Regions from separate parts of the Rattus norvegicus genome. Here region 2 is linked to region 1. Evidence: chromatin contacts called from public Hi-C data. All regions are on one chromosome and are shown on one strand. The core of a region is the stretch at or near the end of the contact, and the rest is flanking DNA. Distances in the headings are between cores, read along the strand shown. Region 1 holds the start of Xpa (XPA, DNA damage recognition and repair factor). Region 2 holds the start of Trmo (tRNA methyltransferase O).

Region 1 (6,640 bases), core at 2,228-4,727:
CCGAGGCTGCCACACCCACTACAACAAAAACCACAGACAGTGTAGAACCCTGGGCTGAAGCTGGTGAGACGGACTTGACTGTATATTAAGAAACGGGGCCTTTGAAGAGCTCTCCTACAACCAGAACAAATCTGTTGTGGTAAAAATAAAAAAAGGCAAAACCGGTTCTTGGGTGTACTCTTGTGGTCTCACTCTCCCTAGTTCCGACTCCGTGGGGCCATAGGAACTAGTGCTAATTTATCTCAGGGATTCCATGTTGCCCCCAAGTACTCACTGACCCAAGCAGGTCATTGCCACACCAGTTTCACATAGAGACTGCCTATCTGGAGGCTCTCTTACTGTGGACTCTGTTCACATTCCCAGCATCCACCCCCTGGTCGCAGCAGCCACTACCCTCTCATAACTCTCTGCCACTGTTCTATTTACATTCCTAACATCTGTCCCCTAATAGTTATGTATAAACTCCCAACAACCTGTTAAAATCAAGACTCAACAAACTGCAACCCAACAATGAGATTTATATGTTAAATTCTCAATCCACAATGCATCCACACAATAAACTGACCAGTTGATAAGGATGTAAACCGCCCACCTATCCATCCCAGCTACCTTGGCAACTCAAGGCCACCCGAATCTGGTTCATCCTTCTCCGTCTCCATCTTGATTCTCCCTCCTTCCCCTTCTCTCCCGCCTTACAAAAACTTTGTCCCAGCCTTAATTTTTACCATCCAATCATGGCCTTGACCTAACTCGTGCCAGCCCTCACCTGCATAATGACATCAACCTACACAAATCCACACCAAACCCCAAAGCTCGCAGCACATCAGAGGCTTAGCTCCAATTACAAACAAGACAAACCACTCAACACTATTCAACAAAAACCTATACCCCTAGAATTTCTCCAGTGAATTCCAGCCAGGGGCCCTCACTTCCAATCGGATGCTATCTAGTCAGAGCTCACAGGCTGTGGGTTCAGTTCCTGCCTGCCCAACTTCAGATGCTAACTGCAGACTAGGGACTTTGATCGGACTGGATATATTACAGTGTTTCCAAAACTGCTTCCCTGGTTGCAGTTAATCTCCCTACTTACATTCACTAACCATTTGCAAAGGATTTTAAATACAAATGAAAAGTCAAGTAAAAAGATACACCGGGCAAAAGGAGTTGCAATATGGGAGCTTCCGTCCCCATACTCAGGCCCCAAACGCCTGACTTCCAGAGAGCTACCCAGGTATAGGGCACACATCACATTTCTACTTACAATATATCTACAGTAAACCACCAGGTTGGGAATAGTGGAAACACACCAAATCCCAAGTTTCTAGATAGCAGCCAAAGTAAAGCCTTAAGCCTTCCTGAGGATGGTTCCAGTCCCGCTCTGTAAACTCTTTTCTACACGAGGCTTGGTAAGACAGGGACCACAACCTTGAGGAGAAAGGAGAGTAGCAATAACTAGTCTTTACTCTGAGGATTCTATACTAGACACTTGTCAAAAAAAAAAAAATCACTTTAAGAGGATCAGAATAACCAGAACTGAAAGCGAGCATGGGGTGAGCCTAGCTGGGAAGTGTCTGAGGATCTAGCTGCAGAAGCAAAGAACAGAAATGATTTCCCACGACAGCAAACTGAAGGGAAAACTCACTCAGTATAAACTCTGAAGGAGAAACCCCTTTCTCCCCAGGGTGGTGAGTGAAATGAGGAACGGGGTACTCAAACAAGATACCAGAACTCCCTAAAATAAGGGAACTCCCTTGTTTCCAAGGGCAACAAAACTTACCAGGTGGACTGGCCAACCTTGCCTAACTTAGGCTACTTTTCTTTTCTTCTTCTTCTTCTTCTTTTTTTTTTTTTTAAAGATTTATTTTATTCATATGAGTACACCGTCCCTGTCTTCAGACACACCAGAAGAGGGCATCTGATCCCATTACAGATGGTTGTGAGCCACCATGTGGTTGCAGGGAGTTGAACTCAGGACCTCTGGAAGTGCAATCAGTGCTCTTAACCGCTGAGTCATCTCTCCAGCCCTAGGCTACTTTTCTTTTTCCAGCCCAGGGTCTTGAGCACACCAGGCAAGCATTCGACTAGCGAGCTACATCCACAGCCCTCTGTCTGGTTTTTAGAGTCGAGGCCTCCCTAACTTGCTCAGGCTGACCTGGAACTCTATCCCAGGCAGTTCTTGAACTCAGGATCCCCCTGCCTCAGCCTCCCCAGCAGCTCTGGTTACAATCTGTCTCAGCAACAGACTACTTCTGCTCTTCTAGTTTTCCCGATGTTCTGGACTCCTCGTGTGGAACTGAACGATTCTGTCTCCCTACTTGCCAGGCTGTTTGAAGTTGTAGAAACTCTCATGGCTTTAGATGTTCCCAGCAGGTAGAAGGACAGTGGTGAGACATGTATCTAACAGTGTCTATCTGTATATGGATAATGAGAAACCGAGGCTGCAATACGGACTTATGAGATCTGCACTATAACCAACAAAGATAATGGAAATTACTTTTTACGTTACAAAATGGCATATGAGGACTTTCAAGTGGTTTTGAAAGATTCAAATCTAAGCTACAAACCAGCTCTGCTGGTCAAGAGTAACAAATCAAATTCAATGGCAAGTCTAAAAGTACAAACTGCCATAAAACATACGCATTATTTAGTATTATTATTTATTAACATACTGCCAAAACAAGTACTACACAAACACACGCACTATGTGGAGTCGTGAGAAAGGGATAAAAAAGTAAATTACTTTTGTAGAAATAACTCAGGTGAATTACTCCCAAGAGAAATGCCAGCAGCCGAAAGCACGACGGGCATTAAAAAGCGGGAAAACAGCAAGGCAGGGGCTACCCTTAGATGCCAAGTATAGCCAAAATGAACCCAGGGCATATGCCACTAAGTAAAACAAGGTTACCAAGCCGTGTCAACTCCAAAGTGCGGGGCTCTGCGGGTGTTAATCTACTTTGCGCTGGAAAGCAGGCGCGGCGCATGTAAAAGACTGGGTCTGGGGCAGTTCTACTGGGTGCTGGAGTGGGAGACGGTGCAGGCTTGTTTAATGGCTGCAAGACTGAAAGTTCTGCACCATAGATGTGCCAAGCACAGGGCACGACAGGGATGGCCTGGGACCGCGGAGATACGGGCATGCACAGCTGTTCCCGCACACCGAGCTGGAGTCGGCTGCCAAGACGCAGTGGGAAGGCTAGGGATGCGGTCCCAAACCCGCCGGATGAAGGCTATGCGCGCGCCCGTAGGGGGCCCCCACCTCCGGTGGCCGCCGCCGCCGGGTACGGCCGCGCCGCCAGCCGGGCCTGGCGCAGCATCAGCGCCCGCTGCCGCTTCCGCTCCACGCTCGCGCGTACGGCGGCCGGCAGCTCCGCGGGCTTCTCCGCGGCCGCGGGCTCCGGTGACGTCCGCTTCTCCTCCGCTGTCGCCATCGCTAACACACTCCGTAAACAGCGCACGCGAATCACTAACAGTTTCTAGCAGCCACAAGTACCTCCACTATCAGGCATTTAAAAAAGAAAGAAAAGAAAAGAATTGCGCCTGCGCAGTCTAGGAGTAGTGGCGGAAAAGACGATGGGAGAGGCATTGCGCCTGCGCAGTTGAGGAGTGGTGGCGGAAGAGATGGTAAAGCACTTGTTGACACATAACCTGGACTAAGCATTGTTGGAGGATCAGGACTTTAAGGTCATCCTTGTCTACACAGTATGTTCCAGGCCAGCCTGAGCTACATGAGACCCTGTGTCCAAAAGTAAAGAGAACATGGAAAAGAGCATCAAGAAAGAATGTCTGTGTGACAGCTAAAAAGCATGAGAAAACAGGAAGACAACAGAGAGAAGTGGGACGCAGTATGAGCTCCAAACCCAGCTGCGGGGCGTGGGTAGAGAGCCAAAGTCGAAACCACGTGGAAAGCCAGACAGCCCCATGACAACAGACTGGCCATCCTGTATAGAAACGAAACCCCTGGTTTCAGAAAACCTTCCATCCAGTGGGGGAATGTGATGTGGCAGTAACTCCCCCTGTGCGGCAAGATGGCTTTGGGAGAAAAAATGCACAGTGTACTCCCCCCTGTATTGTGGACTGCTGTGCCAGGGGGCATGTTCATAGCACCACTGCTCCCAATAACCAAAAGCTAAAAACTGCCCGAATGCCCATCAACTTTTGAATGGCTAAACAAAGCATACATAGTATTACCATACAATGAATTATTTTTCTTCAGCCGTGAAAAAAATGAAGCACCGATCCAGGCTACGACGTGACTGAACTTTGAAGATGTTACTCTAAGAGAAAGAAGCCAATCACAAATGGGTGCGTTTATGGGAAACTCACATAACAGGCAAGCCCACCATAATAGAAAAAAGGTTAGAGGTTCCTGGAGCATGAAACTAAGGAGTAACTGTGAGGAGACATTACAGTGTGGGTACGGGGCCTCCTTCTGAGGTGATGAAAATTCTAGAACCAGACACTGTTGATGATTGCACAACTTTGTGGATGTATTTTCTGGCCAGAGCAGGGGATCTGAGCACCAGAACCCCACCTCCACCCCACCCTACCGCACCCACCCTTGTGGCACCAAGCCTTAAGTAGCAGCACCTCTGATGACCACCGTAGTCTCTGAGAATTTCTGACTTGGTGGCTGAGGGGATGAGGTGACAGTATTCCCCCTAAAATAACCTCTGAGGGTGACCAGTGCTCAGAATCCTGTCCCCGACAAAACATCGAATCTGACAGGTTTCAGGATGCAGCTTGAATGCTTCATACGCCCCAGGATTCTGAAACTCTTGGCAACTCGTTGCTCTCCCTTTCCAGGTAACTCCCTCTCCTTTGGCTCGGGGAATTTTTGTGATAGAGTTTCAGGAAACCAGGTCTGATCTGTGAGCTGGCGCCTCAGCTCAAAGCAGACTCCCTCCTCAGAGAAAGAGTGCGCACCCTGATCAGTATACTCCACTGGGTGACAAAGGCTATGGGTTTGCCCGGAGCCAAACACATGAGTCACCTGGTGGGGGTACAAAAGGAAGAAGGGCAAGAACAACAAATCAGGGGCCATGTCCTTGCCTTTTCTCATGACTGCATCCACCTTCCCACACTGTACCTCCTTCCCCTCCCACCCTTACAGATCCTGGCTAATGAGGAAACTGTGCAAAGGACAGAGAGCGCTGAAACCCCAGTGGAACTGAAAGAGTAGCCTCTGAAGAAGGGAGTCCAGGAAGATGGGGGGTGAGAAACCCTGCAAAGGCCCTGCCAGGACCCCCTCTCTATGTATGACTGGGCTGTTTTTCCTCTAATTCCCTGAGGTTTTACCCCTTAAATGTGGTCACTTTGACCATCATTGACAGCCACTCACAACACAAGAACATCTGTGATCAGGTTTTCATGGCATTAAGAGCAGGAACTGCTCAGTCCCCTGTTACTTCAGAGCCATCACATCAAATATGGCACACAGGAACTGCTTTGCAAATGGTTGCTAAACTCGGTAAGTTTAATTTTATGTCAAATAGCCCTAGTTGTGTATCTGACCTGCACTGAAACACAAATTCAAAGCCGAATCTTTTTTTTTTTTTTTTGGTTCTTTTTTTCGGAGCTGGGGATCGAACCCAGGACCTTGAGCTTCCTAGGCAAGCGCTCTATCACTGAGCTAAATCCCCAACCCCTCAAAGCCGAATCTTGTTCCTGCTTCCATGCCTGTTTAACAGGAGTAACGGGAGACACTCTAAATGGCTCAGGTTCCTGTCTAGTTCTGTCTCTGTTTTAGTAATAACACAGCCAACATCTCCATGAAGCTGAGTATACACAAGGTTTTTGGTTTGTCTTGAGACAAGGTCTCTCTCTCTCTCTCTCTCTCTCTCTCTCTCTCTCTCTCTCTGTGTGTGTGTGTGTGTGTGTGTCTGTGTGTCTGTGTGTGTTTGTGTCTGTGTGTGTGTCTCTCTGTGTGTGTCTGTGTCTCTGTGTGTGTGTATGTGTGTGTGTTTGTGTCTGTGTGTGTATGTGTGTGTGTTTGTGTCTGTGTGTGTATGTGTGTGTGTGTCTCTGTGTGTGTATGTGTATGTGTTTGTGTCTCTGTGTGTTTGTGTCTCTGTGTGTGTGTGTCTGTATGTGTCTGTGTGTGTCTGTGTGTGTGTTTGTGTCTCTGTGTGTGTCTGTGTCTCTGTGTGTGTGTGTCTGTATGTGTGTCTGTGTGTGTATGTGTGTGTTTGTGTGCCTGTGTGTGTATGTGTGTGTATGTGTTTGTGTCTCTGTGTGTGTGTATGTGTGTGTCTCTGTGTGTGTTTGTGTCTGTGGGGTGTGTGTGTGTGTGTGTGTGTGTGTGTGTGTGTACTGACTGAAGACTGGCCTCAAGCTCACAGTCCTATCTCAGCCTCCTGAGTGCACAGATCAGTTTAGAGCATCCAGAATTCAGCAATTCACAGGATCCCCAAAACCACTCAGTGAGTGTACTCACTAGTCCTGCTTCACAGAGGAGAAAAGTAAAGCACAGAGTTGGCTCAGAACTTCTGTGAGACCAAACACTCACAAGTGAGAGCTCTAGCACTAATTACAAGTCTCTCCAGGAGAATGAGACTTTCACACCTCTTTCACTGGTCTGCCTTGTCTGGGTTGGTCCATTGTGGTGTTTTGGGATCTCCCCTGTGGCTGACAGAGGGCCCTCACC
Region 2 (7,530 bases), core at 4,336-6,835, 200 kb after region 1:
AAAGAGCTCTATGAGTTCCATATAGGACTCCCTGCTGACCAGACTCAGCCCAATGAGCTCTCCCTGCAGACTGGTGAAGGGCACAGGCATGGTGGGGAAGCCCAGGTGGCAAGCAGCCATAAGATGTCCTAGAAATATGCACAGCTTTAGGACCTGAGGGTGTTTGCAGCCAATACCAGCACAAAGCTGAGGCCCTCAATCCTGCATCTATGAGGACATGCACTCTGACACAACCTCCCAGAGGAACAGCAGAGATGAGCCCATTCTGCTCGACCCTAGGAAACAGCGAGGTTCTAAACACATCACCAAGGTGCTCTGTCTGTAAACAGATACGCTTTGAATCATTTTGTTAATACAGACCTAGAAATGTCCATAAGGACCCCAAAAAGTCATCAGGGCACAAGACCCTCCAACTAAGAATTAAGGTCTCCTGCTGTTCCACTTGGATAGCTGCTGTCCACACCCTGCTACTGGTACAGAGCCTCCTATGCTGACTCTTGGAACACTGACTGGATGAGAACCAAACACAGCATGCGCTCACGTTGACTCTGAGTCTACTGAAGAACACCATGATTGCAGGAAGCTCCAGATGGGAGACGTGCTGTGTGCAAGCCTTTGGAAGACGACCCTGACTATGGAAATAATGGGATACACAGGAGAACCCGAGCGTTCTCAGGAAAGTCCTACAGTGCTCAGGGCTCGGGCTATCATGTCCCTCTGCATGGACAGTATTATTATGCTGTTCTCTCGCCAACTGGCCTCCTAACACATGGCTCGTGACCTTTTATGACAGGTACAAGGAGCAGCACTCTTCCACCTCTACACTATTCATTATTGATTACTGTTTGCCCACTCACGCCTCTGACTTCATCTCTCTCAAGAGTAGGCTAAATTCCGTATGAGCAGGAATTCTTATCTGAGTTAATCACCAATGTATCGCTACCATTTACAAGACTGGCACAAAGTCAATGATTAAAAAGAAATGCAGTGTGGTGGTTTGAACTCAAAGGGCTCCAAAGGCTCATAAATTTAAATACTCAGTCCCTAGCTGTTTAGAAAGGATTAGGAGACCTGCCTTGCTGGAGAAGGTGCGTCATTGGCTGTGGGCTTTGAAATCTCGAAGTTGTCTCTCCGCTTCATGTATTTGGATCAAGAAGTAAGCCCTCAGCTACTGCCCCAGCACCAAGCCTGCCCACCATGATAATTATGGACTGTAAATAATCCTCTGAAACTGTAACCCCTGAATAAGCATTTTCTTTTATAAGTTGCCTTGGTCATAGTATCTTATCACAGTAATAAAAAAGGAACCAAAACATGCCGTTTGCATGAGTGATCAGAAAATGTCCTACAGTGCTGTTGTCCATTTCATAAGTCCACCTCAACAAAAGCGGGTGGATACGGCACTAAATTTTCTGGACAACCCACCTAACAACTGAGCACAATTCAACAGAGTGCAGGGCCCAGATAGAACAAAGCCGTCCTGAAGAGCACTGAGAAACTGTCATTTAAGACCCTCAGCTAAAACTCTGTGGAGTCCAAGAGCCAAGTCCATGCTTCTGCCCACTCCAGGGGCAAGCAATCGAGATGCAGCTTGGAATGGCTCTCCACTCTTCCACCCATGCTGTCACCTTCTGCCTCTCTAACAAAAGCAGTGAGCAATTCTCTGAGCTGGGGCAGAACTCAGTTGATAGAGTGCTTTCCTACTATGCACAGAGCCCTGGGTTCAAGCCACAGCCCCCATGTAAAGTAGGCTGTGATGCACTCCTGTAATAACAGCACTCAGGAGGCAAAGGCAGGAGGTCAAGAGTTCAAGACCATCTTCAGCTCTATATGGATTTCAAAGTCAACCTGGATCCATAAGGTCCTGTATCAAAAACAATAAAAAACTAAACAAAATAAAAAAGCCAAATAAACAAACAGAAGCTCTGAAAACATCTGCCTAGGTTATACAGGAACACAGTTGAAACCAATCTGGTCTTCTACTGTGGCACTTCTACAACCTGACACTGCTAAAGCTTGCAGGGTAACTCATCCCAGGAGACACAGCACAGCTGATGGCCTGCCCTGTGACTCAAACATCTCTTCATTCAGCCTGCAAGAGGTTAGGACACCTTTCTTCTGCTTTCCAGAAATGTATAGCAACTGAGCACATACATCACAACTGAAAATAGCCAGAAAGTTTTAATCATCTTGTATTTCCTACATCCCAAGTCTTAAAGAATCTTCTTACTAATCTAATGCTTACAAAACCTATGAGTTCTTAAAAACAGCACTGGCTTTCATAGTGGGCTAATGAAATAAGGTCTGAGCATCTCCCACAAGTCTGTCTTAGTGTTTCCTAAGTGTTCCCAATGCTGACACCCCCAATCCTCACACGGTCCTAAGGGCTGCAGGCTCTCAAAGGTGACACTGACAGTGTTGGCATGAACAGCAGCTAGCGGTTTTCAAGGAGTCAGACAAAGGTGAAGCGGGTGAGTTACCTTCCACCTTCTCCAGCTTGGCCAGTGTCAGTCCTATTGCATTCGGGCGATGGGGGCTCCGTGTGGAGAACACTCCGGTCTTTGCCCCGTTCAGCCTAGGGGGTTGCACTTTTGCCTTGTAATTCAAATGGCCGTTTTTATGAAAGACAAACAAGATCCTATTGAAGATAAACCAAGACACTCGTTTAAGAAGGACAGGCTATTTCTGTACAGTGATTTGGGAAGGGAAGTGATCTCCCACTAATTAACACGAAGAACAGTTCTTACTAAGTTTATCAGTCATAAGAAAATAGGCCCTCCCTCCCTCCCTCCCTCCCTCCCTCTCTCCCTCCCTCTCTCCTTCCTTCCTTGTAGCAAGAGCATCATCTCCATTCTTTGTACCCAGCACAATGACTGGCATGCTGCAGGAACTTAGACTTGTCACATGGCCAAGTGAACACTGCTTCTAAGTGGCTGCTGCTTGCCATGTAATGGACTGGACATTTTCATGCCCATTTTGTACCTGAGCAATCCTAGGAAGTAAAATTTAGCCCTCACTCTGAGGGTAAAGAAACCAAAGTTCAGAAAAGTTCAACTTGATGAGGCCTTTCTAAACAGAATATGAAAGCCAGAAACTATGAAGGGAACTAGTAACAGTTTGGAATTTATTAAACCATCAAATTCAGGTCTAAGAGATGTTTGCTATACACAATGGGTTAGCCAATATTGACAATATGTAAGTCATCCTTACATAAGTCACCAAGGAAAGAACTCAACTCAAAGGACCCAAAGAACCAGAATGTGCAGCTTACACGGGAACCAAAAAACAGCTAGCATGAGCGTCAATAATTAAGATAAACTAAAAACAACACTGTATTTCCCTGGTGGACATGTAAACATGGACAGAAACAGAATTCCTAATGAGAGCAAGTAGTATCCAAATTTCTAAGGCTTTTTGTCTTTTAGGGAGAGTACACTGAACTCTTCAATTCAGCAACTTCTCTAAAAGGTCGGATGATAAGTATTTTACGATTTGTTTCCACTATTCTGCAACTGAAGCAGTTTTACCCTGGTCGTCATACACAATATATAAACCTGTAGGTATGCCACAGACAATGCACAGTTTCAGATCATGCTACAGTCAGCACAGCTGTGATCCCATAAACATACTATATTTGGTGCACAGACCACAGTTTGCTGAGTCTTGTTCTAGAGACCAGCGTAATGACCCACAGGCAGAGTCTAGGAGGTGCTTGGTGTAAGCTAAACAGAAGAGAGCCATAATAATTAGAACAAGCAGTAATTAAAACACGTTCCCTCAGTGAATCACAAGTTCCTAATGGTGTCCAAGGATGCAAACAATCAAATGCACAAACTGAATATGGGAATCTACACATAATCCATAATCATACAGATAAGGGTGGTATAGGTGACAAGCTTCAAAGCTGCCTTCAATTGGTGTACTTTCTCAGGGTCCACGGTACCACTTCTAACTAAGAAAGCAACTTACCAAACATGAGAAAACTGTTCTAGGCCCATCAAGGAATGTTCAGGATTATTAAAGATGCTCTTTCTGATCTTCAAACAGGCTCTGGATTGGCTACAAATGGATGGCTGCCTTGGAGTACCAATCTTGGCTGAGAAACATGATTCCAAGTACCCTATTGGCTCAGTTAAAAGATTCCCTATGGAAGAAAACCGAGTAAGAATCATTACTCAAATGGTCAAAAAAGAAAACCTGTTTTTCTCTCAACTATTAAAAACATGTTTAAATACAAAGTCAGCCTCAAACTTATACACCTCCAGCATCAGCCCCATCCCCTAGCTGCTGGGATCACAACTGTGTAGCAGCATACCATCTCAAGTTTTACTTATAGTTATAAAAATTCATAAATTATATTAATATAATGCATTGATTGTATATTATGAGGTAGAAATTGTAATTTATAATTACTTCTTTTATGTTCTTTGAAGAGACACTCCAGATCTCCATTTTATTTAATTTGCATTAAATCTGTCCTATTATATCTTATTAGTACAACCAGTAAGATCTGGCACTGTCTCTCACAACATGTTTCCTTACTTTTTGCTGATACAAACTCTTATTACTATAGGAATGTAGCACACCTATTTTAAATCGCAGTACTTGGGGTTGGGGATTTAGCTCAGTGGTAGAGCGCTTGCCTAGCAAGCACAAGGCCCTGGGTTCGGTCCCCAGCTCCGAAAAAAAAGAAAAAGAAAAAAAAAATCGCAGTACTTGGGAGACAGAGACAGGCAGATCTCTGAGTTCAACGACAGCCTGGTCTATAGAGTGAGTACGAGACAGCCAAGGTTTCACAGAAAAACCCTGTCTTCAGGGTATGAGTGGAAAGACAAGGACCCTCTATACGGGGGGGGTGGGGGGGGTTAAAAAAATACACACACACACACACACACACACACACACACAATACTTCATTTACTTTGATTGAATTGTATAAAAGCGGACACCACACTGTAAATTATCTATATAAACTAACTGGCTTTCTTTCTCCATCTATATTGTATGTACTTCTGACAACTTTCAAGTTTTCTCCAAGAATATTTACAATTACTGCTGTATAATTTCTGTTTGGGGGGGTTTGTTGTTTTTAAATCTTCATCCATGCTCTTGTGGAAGAGGATCAAAGACAAGAAACTGGGGCCAGATGACAACATCCATCACATGCATCCTATCTCCCTGTCTCCCTAAAGAAAAAAAAAAAAAAAAAAGACCACACAACACACGTGGCCGACACAGCTGCTATGCAGAGACTAAGAGCAGCCCACACCCTGAGTACCAAAAGCGTAATACGTCACTCCCGTTGGCCTTGGAGCGTCACGTGGTGGCCTGGCCACGTGATCCTTACTTTGGCGGCAAGGACAAGAACACACGTCAGGCAGCTCGCGTTCTTCTCGGCAGGGAAGCCGGCAATCTAGCTTAGGGCGCGGCGCGGCCTGTTTCCTAGAAGTTACCTGTCTCCAGGGCCGGCTGAGCGCACCCACATGGGGCCGCTGTAGCACTCGGACCCTGCTTCTCCAAGCCGCGCATGGTTACAGGCCGCTGCGCCCCCCCGCTGATTTCCGCTTCCGCTTCCGTGCTTTGGCGCCTGCGCAGTTGTCGCAAAGTGCGGGGTCTTGGAGAACGACCTCAATGGCGGCCCAGTACCTCGTGGAGGCTGGGTATCCTAACGCTGCGCGGCCCCACCGTTCACCCATCGTGCGGCGACGGCGGTCTCGCGACAGCATGCAGTGTGCCCTCCGAAGGTGGGACGTGTGGCTAAAGATGTACTCGCAAAGATACCCTTGAATTGTGAGCGGCCTCGGTGACCAAAACTAACCATGAATTTAAAGGGAAAGGATGTGAATGGCTCATCTATGATCACATAGCAAAAGCACTGGAGTTTGGGACTTTTTTTTTTTCATTTATTGTGTGCGCGGGAGCATGTCGAAGTCAGATGACAAAATGCCGGAGCCGATTCTCTCCTTTCGCCGCGTGGCTCCCAGGATCAAATTCGGGTTGTGTTAGCCAGTTGCTTTACCCGCTGAGCCGTCTAGCGGCTCAAGAACTGGAGGTTAAATGTTTAAAATTCTCCTTGGGCGTGGGCATACGGGTTATATTTATCACTCTGCTCCACTTTTTTAGTAATAACTATTTGTCGGGAAAGGCCAAGGAAATCAAGAGTGGTAGGTGTTACAAGCAAGCTAGGAGTTAATAAATGGGTACGTTTCTTGTGCTCCAAACCACTGGAACCGAAATGAGAGTAAAGAGCCAGCTCATACATTATAAAAGTAGGCACCAACAAAAATTGTATTTTAATCTCATGCAATATCCAGCTGTCTTTAACCACTTGTAAGATTCTTTCATCCAAACTCTGTACAGGGATTTCAAAATCTTGTTGACTTAGAAGGGGGTGGTGGGGACTCCACCTGACATTACCTGTGATATAAAATATTAAAAATATGTGAGTCCGCTCCCCCCCCCCCCCCTTTCTTGTAGATAACCGTTGTCTAACTAGAGAAACAAAGTTTGAATACCTTTGGGCACCTTTGGGTACAGGCTGTAAAAATGGGTTGGATAAGCTGCAGTCGCCACTAGTCGGCGCTGTTAATAAGACAGTCAAAACTGAAAAGTGAAAGGTGCTAGTCCTCCCGAAGACCTGCCAATCACTTGATAATCTACCAGCAGTGTATAATTGCCAACTGTGCCAACTTCTGAGACTCAAAAAAAAAGTAGACTTGGAGGTACTGGACCTAGGAATCTGTCTTTTAAAATAACCTAAAGGAAGCTGAAGCGATGGCTCAGCAATTCGAAGCAAGAGAATTTTCAAGAGGATCCAGGTTCCATTCTCAGCACCCATGTGGCAACTCCCACCTTGTAGTAACTTCACTTCCCGTGTATCCGATGACCTCTTCTGGCATCCACAGTCACCCACGCACACATTTAAAAGCCCGACCTGGTAGCTCAAACTTAAATCCCAGCACTGGGGAGGCAGAAGCAGGCTGACCTCTGAGTTGGAGGTAAGCCAGAGCCACAAACACAATTTTTAAAAATTCTTCAGTAGCTCAGGCATGCCCAGATCCCTTCCTACCACACAAGGAGGCAGCACAAAGTGGAGCTTAGGTGGATTCTGGGAGATTCTAATCCATTACCTCAAAGCTCTAAACCAACAAGAAAACAGGAATAATTTGATTCACTCTGGTGTCTAGATAGGAATAGTAAGAAAATAATGAATTTATAGGGAATGGTAGAAGGAAACAGGACAAGGGGTGATGGAGATGGCTCAGTGGGTTAGGCACTTGCCACACAAGTAAGGGACTAGACTTTGGGTTCCTGGCACCCACGTAAATGCTGAATGGATGTAGTGGCCTACAGGTAAGGACAGGTAATTCCTGGAACAAGCTGGATAGTTAGACTATCCCAAGTATTGGGCTCTGGGTTCAAGTAAGAGCTCCTGCCTAACTATGTAAGCTGGAGAGCAATTGAGGAAGACAGACATCACCCTCTGGTTTCATAGGCATGTACCTATATGGGCAGCTATGAACCAGCACG

What was found. Hi-C and Micro-C count contacts between places; a contact is called where the count stands out from the background.
Region 2: a contact with region 1 is called in a Hi-C map of kidney, with 4 times the contacts expected there. The contact joins the promoter of Trmo here to the promoter of Xpa in region 1. A contact is called at or near these places in 2 of 12 Hi-C or Micro-C datasets (frontal cortex and kidney) and 1 of 1 datasets of contacts at active chromatin or transcription factors (oligodendrocytes).

What each region holds. Positions count from the first base shown.
Region 1 is chr5:65,267,855-65,274,494 of GRCr8, forward strand. It overlaps Xpa (XPA, DNA damage recognition and repair factor), which reads right to left and starts at 3,478. Exons shown (of 6, transcript NM_001399041.1): 1 at 3,254-3,478. The coding sequence starts at 3,425.
Region 2 is chr5:65,466,434-65,473,963 of GRCr8, forward strand. It overlaps Trmo (tRNA methyltransferase O), which reads right to left and starts at 5,586. Exons shown (of 5, transcript NM_001025652.1): 1 at 5,454-5,586; 2 at 3,970-4,144; 3 at 2,481-2,638. The coding sequence starts at 5,529. It overlaps LOC120102868 (a long non-coding RNA gene), which reads left to right and starts at 5,489. Exons shown (of 3, transcript XR_010051791.1): 1 at 5,489-5,744.